Linked DNA regions of Mus musculus: regions 1 and 2 are each linked to region 3. Evidence: chromatin contacts called from public HiChIP or PLAC-seq data. All regions are on one chromosome and are shown on one strand. Each heading gives the region's core, a stretch centred on a gene start, on an enhancer-like site or on the middle of the called end of the contact. The rest is flanking DNA. Distances are from core to core; before and after follow the strand shown.

Evidence for each region. HiChIP or PLAC-seq counts read pairs in DNA pulled down with a chosen protein or histone mark.
Region 1: an HNF4G HiChIP or PLAC-seq map of pancreatic cancer cells shows a contact between it and region 3. The contact joins the promoter of Pycrl here to the enhancer-like site in region 3. A contact is called at or near these places in 8 of 39 promoter capture datasets (the 3T3-L1 cell line, 3T3-L1-derived adipocytes, the SN4741 cell line and 3 more), 1 of 15 datasets of contacts at CTCF or cohesin (the NIH/3T3 cell line), 11 of 484 Hi-C or Micro-C datasets (the CH12 cell line, the N1E-115 cell line, brain and 6 more), 15 of 115 datasets of contacts at active chromatin or transcription factors (bone marrow-derived macrophages, cardiomyocytes, craniofacial prominence and 9 more) and 2 of 9 other capture datasets (embryonic stem cells and pancreatic islet).
Region 2: a FOXA1 HiChIP or PLAC-seq map of pancreatic cancer cells shows a contact between it and region 3. The contact joins the promoter of Exosc4 here to the enhancer-like site in region 3. A contact is called at or near these places in 2 of 39 promoter capture datasets (cranial neural crest and liver), 3 of 115 datasets of contacts at active chromatin or transcription factors (the SCID.adh cell line, embryonic stem cells and pancreatic cancer cells) and 3 of 9 other capture datasets (adipose tissue, liver and pancreatic islet).

The regions. Positions count from the first base shown.
Region 1 is chr15:75,919,109-75,923,453 of GRCm38.p6, forward strand. It overlaps Pycrl (pyrroline-5-carboxylate reductase-like), which reads right to left and starts at 2,452. Exons shown (of 6, transcript NM_025412.2): 1 at 2,268-2,452; 2 at 121-185. The coding sequence starts at 2,358.
Region 2 is chr15:76,324,711-76,329,035 of GRCm38.p6, forward strand. It overlaps Exosc4 (exosome component 4), which reads left to right and starts at 2,687. Exons shown (of 3, transcript NM_175399.4): 1 at 2,687-2,953; 2 at 4,320-4,325. The coding sequence starts at 2,783. It also overlaps a transcript of Oplah not described here.
Region 3 is chr15:76,153,831-76,158,516 of GRCm38.p6, forward strand. No RefSeq gene overlaps it. Among named protein-coding and RNA genes, the nearest start is that of Gm35087, 23 kb to the left of the region's middle. Within about 2 kb of position 2,186, at least 82 of the 459 cell types and tissues checked have an H3K27ac peak or open chromatin away from gene starts, as enhancers often do. A contact at or near this core is called in the N1E-115 cell line, the SCID.adh cell line, brain and 7 more, where this site is marked.

The DNA.
Region 1 (4,345 bases), core at 1,202-3,701, 230 kb before region 3:
ACTTTCTTCCTGGCCTCTGACGCCTAGTTCCCCTGGACAGACCAAACCATCTCAAACCGTCTGCCATACCTGCCCCTGATAAATGCTTCAGAAAGACAAGGCCCTCTAGGTCCCACTCACCCTGAAGTGGCAGAGGTTGTTGTCCGTTGGTGCACTGGCCAGCACTTGTTTAGCTTCTACTTTGCCTGGACAGAAGGACGAGAGCTGGTAAGGACTGGGAAGATAGGACACAGCTTGCCCAGCCCAGTGTGAGCCTAAGGCTCCTTAGGGTTGCTTGTCCTTGGGGCTGATCAAGTCAATTCATCGTACTTAAATAGCACTGCCGTTTCTGTTGGACACTGGGACCAGGAACCCGCCTGATCTTAACAAGAAACAAAGCCCAAGGGTCTCCGCTTTCAGGGAAGGGGCAGCTGACTGGAACATTTAGGTCTTTTGGCCAAAATGCAAAACCTCTGAAGGAACGCCAGAGCTAGGGTTGCATGGTGGATAGCAAGAGAGTTAGTAATAAAGGTCTGGAGAGACAGCTTAGCAGCTGAGAGTATTTGCTGCTCTTGAAGATGACCTGGGATAGGTTCCTACAACCCACTTGGGCAGCTGACAACCATTGATAAGTCTACCTCCAGTGGAACCGGTGCCCTCTTCTGGCTTCTGAAGACACGGAGTGTGTAAGCATGCAAGCACACACATAGACACACACACAGTGCCTAAACAGATAAAACACTCAAACATATAATTTTTAAAAAAGCTGATCTTAGCCTGGTGATGGTGGTATATGACTTTAATCCCAGCATCTAGGAAGAGACAGGTGAATCTGAGTTCCAGGCCAGCCTGGTCTACAGAGTGAGTTCTAGGACAGCCAGGGGGTTGCATAGAGAAACCTTGTCTTAAAACAAAAACAAACAAAGCCAGTCTGATAAAGACCTAACAGGCAAGTGAGCTGGTGTGTCCTGGGGAAACGAAGTGGCCCCTCTGGTGGACACCACCTGGTTTTGGAGGATATAGGGGTAGAAAGCCTGGGCCAGACAGAAGTGCATGCTAAAACCTTCCCCAGGGAGCTAATGATGTCAGTGACAGTGTGTGTAGCAGCAAGAGGCAGGTGAACTGCCAGGTTCGACGTGTAAACTGCTAAGGCTTGTAGGAAGCCCTCCTCCCATGATCATGGGCCTCTGGACTTTGAAATACAACTGAAAGCAGAGAGCCAAAGGTCACCAACTTCCTCTACCCGCAATCTGTTCATAAAGTTTTCTAAATACTGTACAGCCGTGCTGGGCCAGTAAAACATCAGTTATATACACCAGCAGTCCTCAGCCCGGAAGAGTTTGCCTCTCTCCCCACCATACCCCTCAAGCTCCAGGTAGCAGACATTTGGAACTGGTGGAGAAACGTCAGTCTTCAAATTCAAGGTATTGTTGCCATAAAGAAATGACAAACCAGCGATAGCAGGCACTCTTCAGAGCACAGGGCCAATCCTCTTCCTCCCGAGTGTCCTCACAGCTGCCCACCTCTGAGAGTGGGGGCTGAGGAATGGGTAGCCTTTGGTTAAGCCAGAGGCTGAGGAGGAAGAGGCCAGGACGTCAGACATTTAACTTGGCATTAAGTCGGTTCAATCTAAGGCACGATTTGAGCCACATATGGAACTAGAAACTCGCAGCCACATTAAGGAGATAAAAAGTTAAAAGCGAGTCAGCGAGTGGCTCACACTTTTAATTCCAACACTCTGGGAGGCAGAAAAAGGTGGATCCCTGAGTTCAGGATCAGCCTGGTCTACCTGGGAGTTCCAGGCCAAATGAACCCTGTCTCGAAAAGAAAAGAAAAGAAAAGAAAAGAAAAGAAAAGAAAAGAAAAGAAAAGAAAAGAAAAGAAAAGAAAAGAAGAGAAGAGAAGAGAAGAGAAGAAGAGAAAAGAAAAGAAACAAGCAAACTCCACTACAAAGAAGTCACACGTGAAGTCAATCGTAATATTCTTTAATGCAATACATTTAAAGGAATATTCACCAATACAATCAATGTTAAATAAATGAACTGGTTTTTTTTGGTTTTTTTCCCCCACACCTCGCCTAACATGCCCACTCACCGGCCTGGGAAGGGACTGCGGACTCATCCAGCGATCCTGGAGGCCTTAATAGAGTCCTGATGTATGATTCTCACCCAGGAAACCAGCGAATTCACCCTACTGGCCCTTGGTGTACCACGTGCGCCCCTCCCGCCAAGGCTTACGAACTCCTCCCATTAGAACGAAAGCTCCCCCAGCCAGGCCTCGCCTCCCACCTGCTTGGATGAGGCCTCGGGCAATGGCCTCCGCCATGCGGCCTGCACCCACGAAGCCCACACGCCGAGGTTCAGACATTGTCGCCGCCATCCTGCTCTGAGCTGGCCTTCTCTCGTCCTTGCGGCAGCGGGTCCCGCCCACTAGAACTGCTTTGACCGACAGAAGCGACTGGGCGGGTTTGGGAGGACAGAGGGGCGGGGCGGGGCGGGGCGGGGCGGGCGCAGACACTTGGATTTTGACGCTTGAGGCGGGATTTCCCCCAAGCTTTGGTAAACCATTGGTCAGTGATTTTGCTGAGGGGAAAGAAGAGAAAGGAAGGGGAGCTAGTCCTAAGCAGGCTGTCTAATTCCTCCTGAGAAGCCTGAAGCTAGCTAGAGTCTCTCCAAAACCCTTACAGAGAGATTTAGAGGGGGAGAAAAACAAAAAAAACAAAAACCAAAAAACGCTTGAACCACTCCAGGATGGGCCTGGGGTGTAAGGTAGGTACTCCAAGCTCTTGCCTAGCTTGGGTGCCTTGGGTTCAGTCCTCGGAGTGGGTTCTGGTTCTCTACATTAAAAGCAGCACTAACCATCAGTCACTAATACACAGCACTTATTTTTTAATTTAAAAAAAACTTTTGAGTGCTTTAGTGTCTCACCAAAATAGTTATCTGTATTGAATTCCACATATAGTGACATTTAGTCACTTAGCTGGCTATATGTATAGTCATTTAGCTAAAGTGAGAGCAGAGGAAAGAAAAAGCAAGCAAATCAAGAAGCCCAAAACAGAAAAAAAGGCAGGTTTTCATGAGCAATCAGAAGCCTGGCTGTGGTGGCACACACCTTTGGTCTCAGTCCCAGGCAGGTGGAGCTCAAGTTTGAGGCCAGCCTGGTCTACAAAGCAAATTCCAGAACAGTCAAGGCCACAGAGAGAATCCCTGTCTAACTAACTAACTAACTAACTAACTAAATAAATAAATAAATAAAATGATCAGGATCCCAGCCTTCGTCTCATCCAAATTACCAATTCAAACAACCACCAGCATACAGGTGGTTTGTTGCTGTCTTGTTTTGAATGTGCATAATTAGGCAAACTAGAACACAGCACTTAGAAGGGCAGTGCATGCTGTCTTTGGACTGTGAGGTCCCACAGTAAAGATGGTCATCTCCTGCTTGCCACAATTGGGATGTGATGGCCAGTCCTTCCCTCTCTCTCACTGTGCGAGGTGAAGAGTTATAATTTCCTAATCTTTCCCCAGACCCCACCTGAAGCCTACAAGCACTAAGTCTGCCTGACATTAGATGGACACCTGTAAAACCAGGAGCTAAAAACTACAGCTAAATAAGGCTTTTCCTTCTTAGACATTAACTGTCTCAGGTAGCAACAGGGAACCTGCAGAATCCTCAATATGGAGACAAAAATCCATTCTATGGGGTGAGGGACATGAGTGTAAAGAACTTGTGTATTCTGGGCGGCACCCAGAAATGTTCAAGGCTGAGACTTGGCCTCAAGTCTGTCGGAAAGTGTATGCAGCTGTCTGGCCAGAGTGATCAAGGCACTCTGATTCTTAGGACAGGGTGCATTTCTTGACATAATGACACGTTTAACACTGACTGGTGGTCACTGGACAACTGAGTGTCTGGCAAGTTCTGATAGACTCAGATCAGCTCTTCCTGGGGGCTGGGAGCTACATCCTTAATTCCTTCCTTAATGTCCTGGCCTGCTTGGTGGATGCTCATCAGAGGGTGAGGTTTAAAGGTGGAGATGGGTGCTGGGAAGGCATGGGCCTGAGGTAGGCTGGGCGGTACAACATAGGAGGGGACAGCTGACACTGCTCTAAGAGGATGAAAGACCTGGCAGGTTGTGACTGTCCTGCTGGAAGACAGAAGGCCTCAGATGCAGGCTGAGAACCAAGGGTGAGGGAAAACATTTGGATATCTTAATACTTCAGGGAGGTGAGAGGCAGAATGTCTAGGAGGGTTGGGCTGAGTGGAGAAAGCTGAGCAAATTATGAGACCTAGCAGACTGGCTGAGCGCCTGGGAAGGAGGCACTGGGTCGAATGGGTGTGGCTTCTGAAGATCCACCATAAGGCAAGG
Region 2 (4,325 bases), core at 1,437-3,936, 170 kb after region 3:
CAAAAACCTAAAGCAAAAGAAAAACTGAATCTGAGATCTATCCTGGTTCTGCAACTAGACTATGGGCCAGAGGAGCCAGCCTGTGAGGGGCAGTGGCCTCAGACCTTGACCCTGATGCTGCCAGACTGAGGTCCTAAGAGGTGGAAGGACACTTTCATTAAGAGGCCTGATGAGGGTGCTATGGAGCTGGAGGCTGGAGTGGCCACCAACTTCCTTCAGACTCCTCAGGCCGAAGACCAGCTTGATTCTGGCTATTCTAAGTGGCTGAAGCTTTCGCCACACGATGGGGTAGAGGGCCTTTGGATTTCCTGAGGCAGTTTAGTATAACCAGCAATGCACAAGATAAACAACCCCTAACAGGGATGGCAGGTGCTCAGGCTACCCTGGTAAAAAGGCTCCACATGGAAGCAGCCCAGTCCAGCTGCAGAGGGTCAAGCGCTGAAGATGGCTCAGCCAAGCTGCATCAGAGGGAGCTGGCTCTCTTAGTAACTGGCGTCCAGCCATTATACACAGTACACTGTGAGCAGCCATGTTGTAAGTGTTAGGGTTGGGGTCTGTGTGGTAGACCATTTCTCCAACCTATCTGCTTTTCTTGAGGTTAAATGTTGACAGACCTCTCATGGAGCTGGGGGGGGGTGTCCCCAGCACTGGTTGCATATGTCTTGGGATGTTCAACCTTGGGACTCATCCACCCTCTCTTCTCGGTATTCTATACACTAAGCTCACTGCTTTAATTTTTTAATTTTGGGTAGTGACATACATTTCCTTAGGCACTAAATGGACTGGATGACGGGGGGGGGGGGGGCGGCAGGTGAAAAGGGTAAAGCTCCCTGCTAATGACAATGGTCACTATGAGACAGATACAAGGAGAGGTGCTGGGGTAGGAATGGTGTGTCTCTCTTCTTCTTTCTGTTGTACTGGACTGACATGAAAGGTTAGAATATACTAAGCTAGAATTGTAAGAGTAACAAGACAGGTAGGTGACAGTCCCTCTGCCTCCCTAAACAGTCTCTTTTGGGACAGAGAGCTGATAAAAAGCTGCTATGACCCTGTAATACTCAGAGTTCTTTCCCTCCCCAGACACAAGACAGCTTTGAATTACTGCTAGACATTATTTTTACATTTTATTTATCTGGGGAAATGACAGGGGTGCCTGCCATGGTGTAGGCATGGAGGCCATTAGACCACAACTTCTGTGAGGAGGACGAGGAGGAAGAAGAGGAATAGGAGGAAGAGTTCTGTTCACATATGGGTCCTGGTGGTTTTGTTTGTTTATGCATTGGGGTTTTTTTGTTTTTGTTTTTCTGGGTTTTTATTTGTTTTGTTTTGTTTTTGTTTTTTTGTTTGGTTTTGTTTTTTGTGTGAGACTGTATTTCTCTGTGTAGTCCAGGAACTCTCTGTAGAGCAGGCTGGCCTGGAACTCAGAGATCTGCCTGCTCCCACCTTCTGAGTGCTAGGATTAAAGGCTTGAGCCGCTCCAGCTGGCTGGTGTGATGTTCTAACTCTCCTAACTCTTCAGAACTGAATGCGCCTTCCCTCCAGGACACCTGTGTTGTTCTATGTCACACTCATCTCTCCAGAGCATACTCCTTTGAATATTCTTGCCCACAAGGGTGCATCGTTGCTGTCTGTGACAGCGGTGCCCTAACTCTCCTAATAAGGCCCACCTGAAGAGTAATTTCAGCTCAGTGTTCTTTCTGTGAATCTATCTTTTATCTATAACAACAACAACAAAACCTGAGGACTGTTGATTTCATATTCCGAGTGAAAACACTCCAAAAAAGTGTATACTAAATGACCCAATCCTTAAAAATAAATCAGAATTCCGGGCTGGTGAGATGGCTCAGTGGATAAGAGCACTGACTGCTCTTCCAAAGAAAGGTCCTGAGTTCAAATCCCAGAAACCACATGGTGGCTCACAACCACCCGTAATGAGATCTGACGCCCTCTTCTGGTTTCTGAAGACAGCTACAGTGTACTTAGATATAACAATAAATAAACATCTAAAAACACACTTTAAAAATAATCAGAAAAAAAAATCAGAATTTCAAGCCCTACTATACAGATGCATATATACAACTGCAGGCCCTTTGTGTTTGTATTCAAGTGATAGAGAAACTTATTGGGCAAGGTAAGGGAGGGAAACTTATGGATTTAACCAAGGAAATGAAAAAAGGAAAAAAAAACAAACAAACAAACTAAGCCACAGAGATAATAATCATGTGTAACAAACAACTGTGCTTAGCTAAACTGACCACGGTAAAAACCACGCGGGCAGAGGACCAGGTTTGATTCCGCAGCACTCACACAGTGGCTCACAGCTGCCTGTAGTTCCTGATCCATGGGATCTGACGCCCTCTTCTAACTTCCACAGCACTAAGCACACATGTGACGAATAGACATACAAGCAAGTAAACACTCATACAATAAAAATAGATATACAATTAAAAAAAATAAGACCAAAAAATGTCTCTGCTCGGGCCAGCATCTCCAACAAACCAAAGACGTCCGGAAGCCAGTCTTCTTGGCGTACCTACTCCAACAACCCGGGAGAAGCACAAAAACCCGTTCGCCTCGGGCCTTCCGTTTCCCGGAACTGAAAGGCTTAAGTCGAACATTCAGAAAGCCGGGGATGCCACAAGCCGCAGTTCCCTTTGACCGGAAAGCGACTAGGCTACCGGAAGCTATAGTTCACCGAGACTGAAAAGGAAACGTACCGACGGAAGTCGTAGTCCTGAAGGTCCAGGTCGAGCTGTCGGAGGCGGAGTCAGGACTGTACATCATGGCCGGGCTGGAGCTCCTGTCCGATCAGGGTTACCGGATAGACGGTCGCCGCGCGGGGGAGCTGCGCAAGATCCAGGCGCGGATGGGCGTGTTTGCGCAGGCCGATGGCTCGGCTTACATCGAGCAGGGCAACACCAAGGCACTGGCGGTGGTCTACGGGCCGCACGAGGCGAGTAAGCGGCGGGGACCGGGGGCTCCTGGCCGCACATCAAGGGAGGAGACCTAAGTCGTACGGCTTAACTCCTGAGCCCATGCAGCAGTATACTACAATCCCATCTGAGTCCCTGTGGGCCTCCCGGCAGAAAGCATCTCACACAGGTTGTCCCAACGTGTTGTAGCGGGGATGATGTGAGAACCTGGCTTCTTTTGACTTCATCTTACGAGCTCTTTCTCTTGGCCGACTTCCATTTCAGTCCTCTTTGTGTTGCATCCTCTAAGCAGTGAATATAATTATGCCCTGAGTTCTCAGGAAAATTGCGTCCCTAACATGGCCCTCAAATTTGTGTGTTAGGCCCCGTGAGGTACTGAGAATATCGGTTTCTTTAAGAACCCAGTTATGTTATGTGATTATGTTTTTGTTTTGATCCCACGTGTGGGGTATGGAGCTGCTTCAGATTGCCCTCAGCCACTATGATTTGTCTCATGCAGGGACCGGGGGCTTGTGATCCCACCTCGAGGGAATATACCTGTGTCTTACAGCTTAAGTCCTCCGTCTCAGTGGGCCCTCTGCTTAGCCTTTTTTTTTTTTTTTTTTTTTTCTCACGGGCTGCCCGCTTCATCTCTGAGGTGCCTCAGCCAGCCTGGCGAAGCTCCACTCACTCCCTGTTCCTTCAGCTCATTCTTCCCACATCTTGTCAGGAAAAGGCCTCTCAGGCTATTTCTGCACCTACTACATCGATTTTCCTGGGTCTTCCACCTTGCTTGTTTCTCTACGGGAACATAAACTCCTAAAACAAGGACATTAAATTATCTGCCTTTATTGCTGTGTCGCAGTGCTGTAGCAAGGCTGGCAAATGTGCACATTTTAAGGTTTGCTAGCATATGGAGCTCGGCTTTCTAGGTGGATGATCAGGTATAGAACACATGAGGGAAGACTTGGTAGGGAGAGGGACAGTAGATCAAATAGAGTTGAGGAGTTACCAAGGAGGTGAGGACCCAGGGCTTTGAAAGTCAGGGAAATTGAGATTTTTTTTCTTTTACATTACTGTAATGGGAAGCTTCTGGAAGGTAAGTAAAATATTAGTGTGTGGGTTACACAGTCAAACCAGATGTTTGTAATCATGGTGGCCACAATGGGAATAATTTGGGAGGAAATGGAGAAACTGAAGAACAAAGAGTTGGCTGCTAAAGGTGACAATGCTTTGGCTTAGGTTGAGAAGTAGCCCCCCCCCCCCACTCAGCTATGATTTGGAACCAGAGTAGCTGGGGTTTTGTTTGTTTGTTTTAGCACTTTAGAAAGAGGAGGAGGAAGGTTGAGCCATCGAGTGCGTCCCAGGAGGTAGGCAGGCCTGGCTCATTCATTCTTTTTCCTCTAGATCCGG
Region 3 (4,686 bases), core at 936-3,435:
GCTTAGTTTCAGAGGTTTAGTCCATTATCATCATGGTGGGAAGCATGGCAGTGTGCAGGCAGACATGGTGCTGGAGGAGCCAGAATTCTATATCTCGATCCAAAGGCAGAGAAGGAGACTGTATTCCACACTGGGCAGAGCTTGAGCATAGGAGACCTCAAAGCCCACCCCCACTGTGACACACTCCCTCCAAGAAGGCTATATCTCCTAATAGTGCCACTCCCTATGGGCCATGAATTCAAACACATAAGTCTATGGGGGTCATATCTATTCAAACTACCACAAGGGTCTTGGTCGTGTGAGGTATAACCCCAAGTAGGATGAATGAGGCATGCGTGGATGATGGTTCTGCTTACGTCATGTGGTACCGATGTCGCTAAATACCACTCTATCTCTGCCAAGTGAAAAGCACTCTCCCCATCTAACAGGTTTGTTTGTTAGTTTGTTAGTGTGTTTGTTTGTTTGGGTGTCTTCAGAGTTATTAACCCTCTGAAAGCAGGCACCAGCCACTGAGGACCTTCAAGCTCTCTTGCACTGAAATGTTAGGGGATGTATGCACCACCCAGTACACATCTTAGTAGAATTTCCATACAGACATTTTATTTGTATAGTTCCACAGATCAATAAAATATTTTTAAGACCATGTGGAAAAAAGCCTCGAGTTTCCTTCCAAAAACAATGGATACACTGTTGCGATAGCTTTGCATAGCCAGAGGGCAACAAAGGAGTGCTTGGCTGAGCAGGTCAGGGGCTGGGGCTGGGAGCTCTGAGGCATCGCCCTTAGAGTTTTACAATTCATGTTCAAGCTTCTCTTTTTTCCTTTCCTTTCCTTTCCTTTCCTTTCCTTTCCTTTCCTTTCCTTTCCTTTCCTTTCCTTTCCTTTCCTTTCCTTTCCTTTCCTTTCCTTTCCTTCTCTCTCTCTCTCTTTCTTTCTTTCCTTTTTTTTTCTTTTGGATTTAGACACATTCTCTCATTTGAGATATTCTCCGAAGATGATGTCAGAAGGCACAGGCTATCAACCCATGGGGGGCCGTGACCTCTTCGGTGGTGAACAACCCTTCCACAGACGTTGCCTAAGACCATCAGCAGATGCAAGTGTTGGCATCAGGAGTCATAACAGTAGCAAAATCACCATTATAAAGTAGCAGTGAGATAACCTTATGGGTGGGGGGTCACCAAAACATTAGGAAGTGCACTAAAGGGTCGCAGCATTAGCAGGGTTAGAGCCTGCTGGCATAGGGAAATGTCAGATCCTTTAGAGGCCGGGTTGCAACCCTAAGGGGTCATGTGGGAGAGGATCTTGGAACATCATGGCACCAAACCTGCTTTGAGTGTCATCTACACTGTAGGCTGACTTCTCTTCCCAATGTTTTCCTACTTCCTGCTCAATCTTGTGGTCACATGCAAATCAGGCCTGTAGGTTCACTGGCTGAGGCTATAAGGCACCCACTATGTTTCCAGGGCTATTGTTCATCTCCTTTGACCAGTTGGTCATACAATCTTCCTCCTCATGCCCAAAGAGACTTGAATAAAACAAAATGCACATTCTTTTCCTTTATATATTATATGCAGTAACCGGGATCTATTTTTAATAAATACTCCAGGATTAAGAGCACTGGCTTACTGTTCCAGAAGACCTAGGCTTGATTCTTGGCATCCATATGGAGGCTCACCCCATCTGTAACTCCAATTCTAGGGGACTCCTCTGGCTTCCACAAATACCAGAACACACATGATACACAAGACATACATGCAGGCAAAATACTCACACACACGAAACGCAAATCCATCTAAAAATATTTTAAGAGAGAGTGTCTGTAGTGGTGGGGAGGGGCATGGTGGCACAAGCCTTTAATCTCAGCACTCAAGAGGCAGAGGTAGGTGAGTTCGAGGCCCATCTCCTCTCCATAGTGAGACCCTGTCTTAAAAAAGAGAGAGAAGTTATCAGTTAGAAGAACTCCTATTCAATGAGTTTCCTAAAGCTTTTCTGCCTGGGGTCACGGTGTTTGGCGATATGGAATCTTGTGTGTGAGGAGAGTCTGTTCCAGGATGCACTCACTGGCTGTTTGCTGTCCCCAGACAGCGACGTCTCTCCAGAGACCCTGGTCAGCTGTGTGTTCAAGTGTCAAGGGCACGGGTTGTTTGAGATGATGTCAGGCTGCCCAGGCCTTTGGTCCTGCAAGAGCTGAGGTGGCTCCTCTCAGATCCAACACAATACCCTCTTTCTTCTGTTGGCAACACGCATGAGCCAGGAGCCCTTGAGTTTGTTGGAACAAGAGCCTTTGCTACCCTCTGCTGGACGCGTCTCATAACAGCGCCTGGCTGCTTTGTTAAAATACACACATGAAGTCATGAAACAACTAAGGGAGAAGTCAGTGACACAACAGTGCATCTCAGAGGTGGCTCTGCGACTCCGCGACTCTGAGACTCTGCAGCTCTGCGGCTCCTCAGCCCAGGGGTCCTTGCTGGAGCAGCTCTGAGCTGGCCTCCAAGACAGAAGAAAGGTCAGGCCAGGGGAGAAATTTGAAGTGCTTTTAGCATATATCCCGATCTGTCTCTTGCAACCCCTGTCCTCAAGGAGGGCCAGGCAGGGCCTCAACTGGTGAGATGTGAGGGTGAAGACAGGGGCCCAGCCAGCAGCCTGGCCATCCAGTGTCGCCCAGGGCCCCAGGGCCCAACATCTTTTGACCAAACCTGAAAGAGGAACCCAGGGAAGGGAAGACGAGCCTAAGGTCCTTAATGACTCCCATCTATTCTTCTCTGACCTTCTGTGGCTAATAGTCCTTTAAACGGTGGCCCCATCCAGTCCTACAGCAAATGCCCTCTCTTGATACTGCACCACCCTCCTGGATATCTTGCTGACTCTTGTCATTTGGAGGATTCAGACTTTCCTCCTAACAGGCTCTGGAATGTGTGAGAATCAAGGCTGGTGAATTCAGCAAGCAGGGCTCTGATGGGGGCGTGGGAATCGTCCACTGTGTGCTTGGTGTTCCCAATCTGTTACGTTCTCATAGACAGAAATGTCCCTGTCCCAGCATTTGGGTACCTAGAGGCCCCATTAGGGAAGGGTTATACAGGGTTATATAAGTGACAAATGCCTGTAACCCCAGCATGTAGAGAGTTGAAGTAGGAGGGTCAAGTTCAAGGCCAGCTTGGGCTACACGATGAGGTCAAGGCTAGCTTGTGTGTACTAAGACCTTCTCAGAGAGAAAGAAGGAAAAAAAAATACAGATAAAAGATTCACCCACCCCCATGCCCCGTATGTCAGTTTACAGATGATGGTTGACTTCCAAGAGCTCCTGCAGATGAGCAATTGACTTTGTAATGCATAGATTTAAGAGGCTGGGCTGAGGAATGTTCAAGTCCCATCTTGCAGGTGCTTTTCCACATGATAAAGCTTTTATTCTGAGTGAATAAGAACAAGAAACCCTGTCCTTTGAGGAGATGTCCACGGAGACGAGCCACTGGCTGAACGTCGTACACACCTTTCATCCCAACACTCCAGATGCAGAGGCAGGCAGATCTCTATGAGTTTGAAGTCAGCCTAGTCTACATAGTGAGTTCCAGGACACCAGAGCTATACAGCGAGGTAGACCCTGTCTTAAAACAAAACATCTAGCAATTGGCTCACACTCCAATGAGGCTCTATCTTAAATAAGACGCATCTTAAATTTGGTGTTCTCTCAGTCACGTTGGGTCCCTTTTATCCCAGGAGTTGGGGACCCTCAGGACACCCTGCTGTGTCAGACAGGGAGACAGAGTGGGGCTGGAGATAAGAGGTTCTTCTACCTCAGAACCTTCTGGAGTGGATAGCCGGATACCTCCCATTCCTATCGAGGTGTGCTGTTCATTTTTTTGAGACAGGGTTTCTCTGTGTAACCCTGGCTGTCCTGGAACTCACTCTGTAGACAGGCTGGCCTCGAACTCAGAAATCCGCCTGCCTCTGCCTCCCGAGTGCTGGGATTAAAGGCGTGCACTACCACGCCCGGCGAGGTGTGCTGTTCTTTACGCCATCTGCCTGGAGCCTACAAATGCAGCTGACTGTGGATAAGCTTCCATTGCTGTGGGATGGCCAGCCAGGGTCCCACAAGGCACCGAGAGATCAAGGTCATGCTGTCCATGCTGAGCCTGAGGAGGGCGAGCCCTCATGAACTCGCCTGCCAAGCGGGGTTGGAGTGGCACCTGTGCTCAGTCCTCCAAGGGTTGGGCTGGGCTGGTGCTCAGCAAACATGGGAAGCTGCCTCCTATCCACAGTGGACATGGGACATAGTTAGCCTCAGAGGGGGACAGAGGGCTCGGTGGCACACCAGCAGACCTGATCCATGGGCACTTGCCAGGGCACAGTACATCTTTCTGTAACACTGGATATCACCTTCCCTAACCGCCCAGAGAATACAGAAGCCCTGGAGTCAGATCATGAGGGAGACAGCCAGGGGCTCCCCAGAACTTCAGGCACCACATGTGCCCAGGTTGGGGCTAGTTGTTTTGTTTTGGGTTTTTGGCAATCGCGTTTGAAATATTAATGTGTCACCCGAGGCTTTTACAGAACCAGGAAAATAAACAGCAGATAAAACACCCTTGGAAACAGAGAAAGGAGAAAGGTACCCCACCCTGGCAGGGCTGGGCAGTTCCCATCTGTCTGATGTAACAATTACAAGTGTTGGCAGGTCAGGGACGCCACCCTCC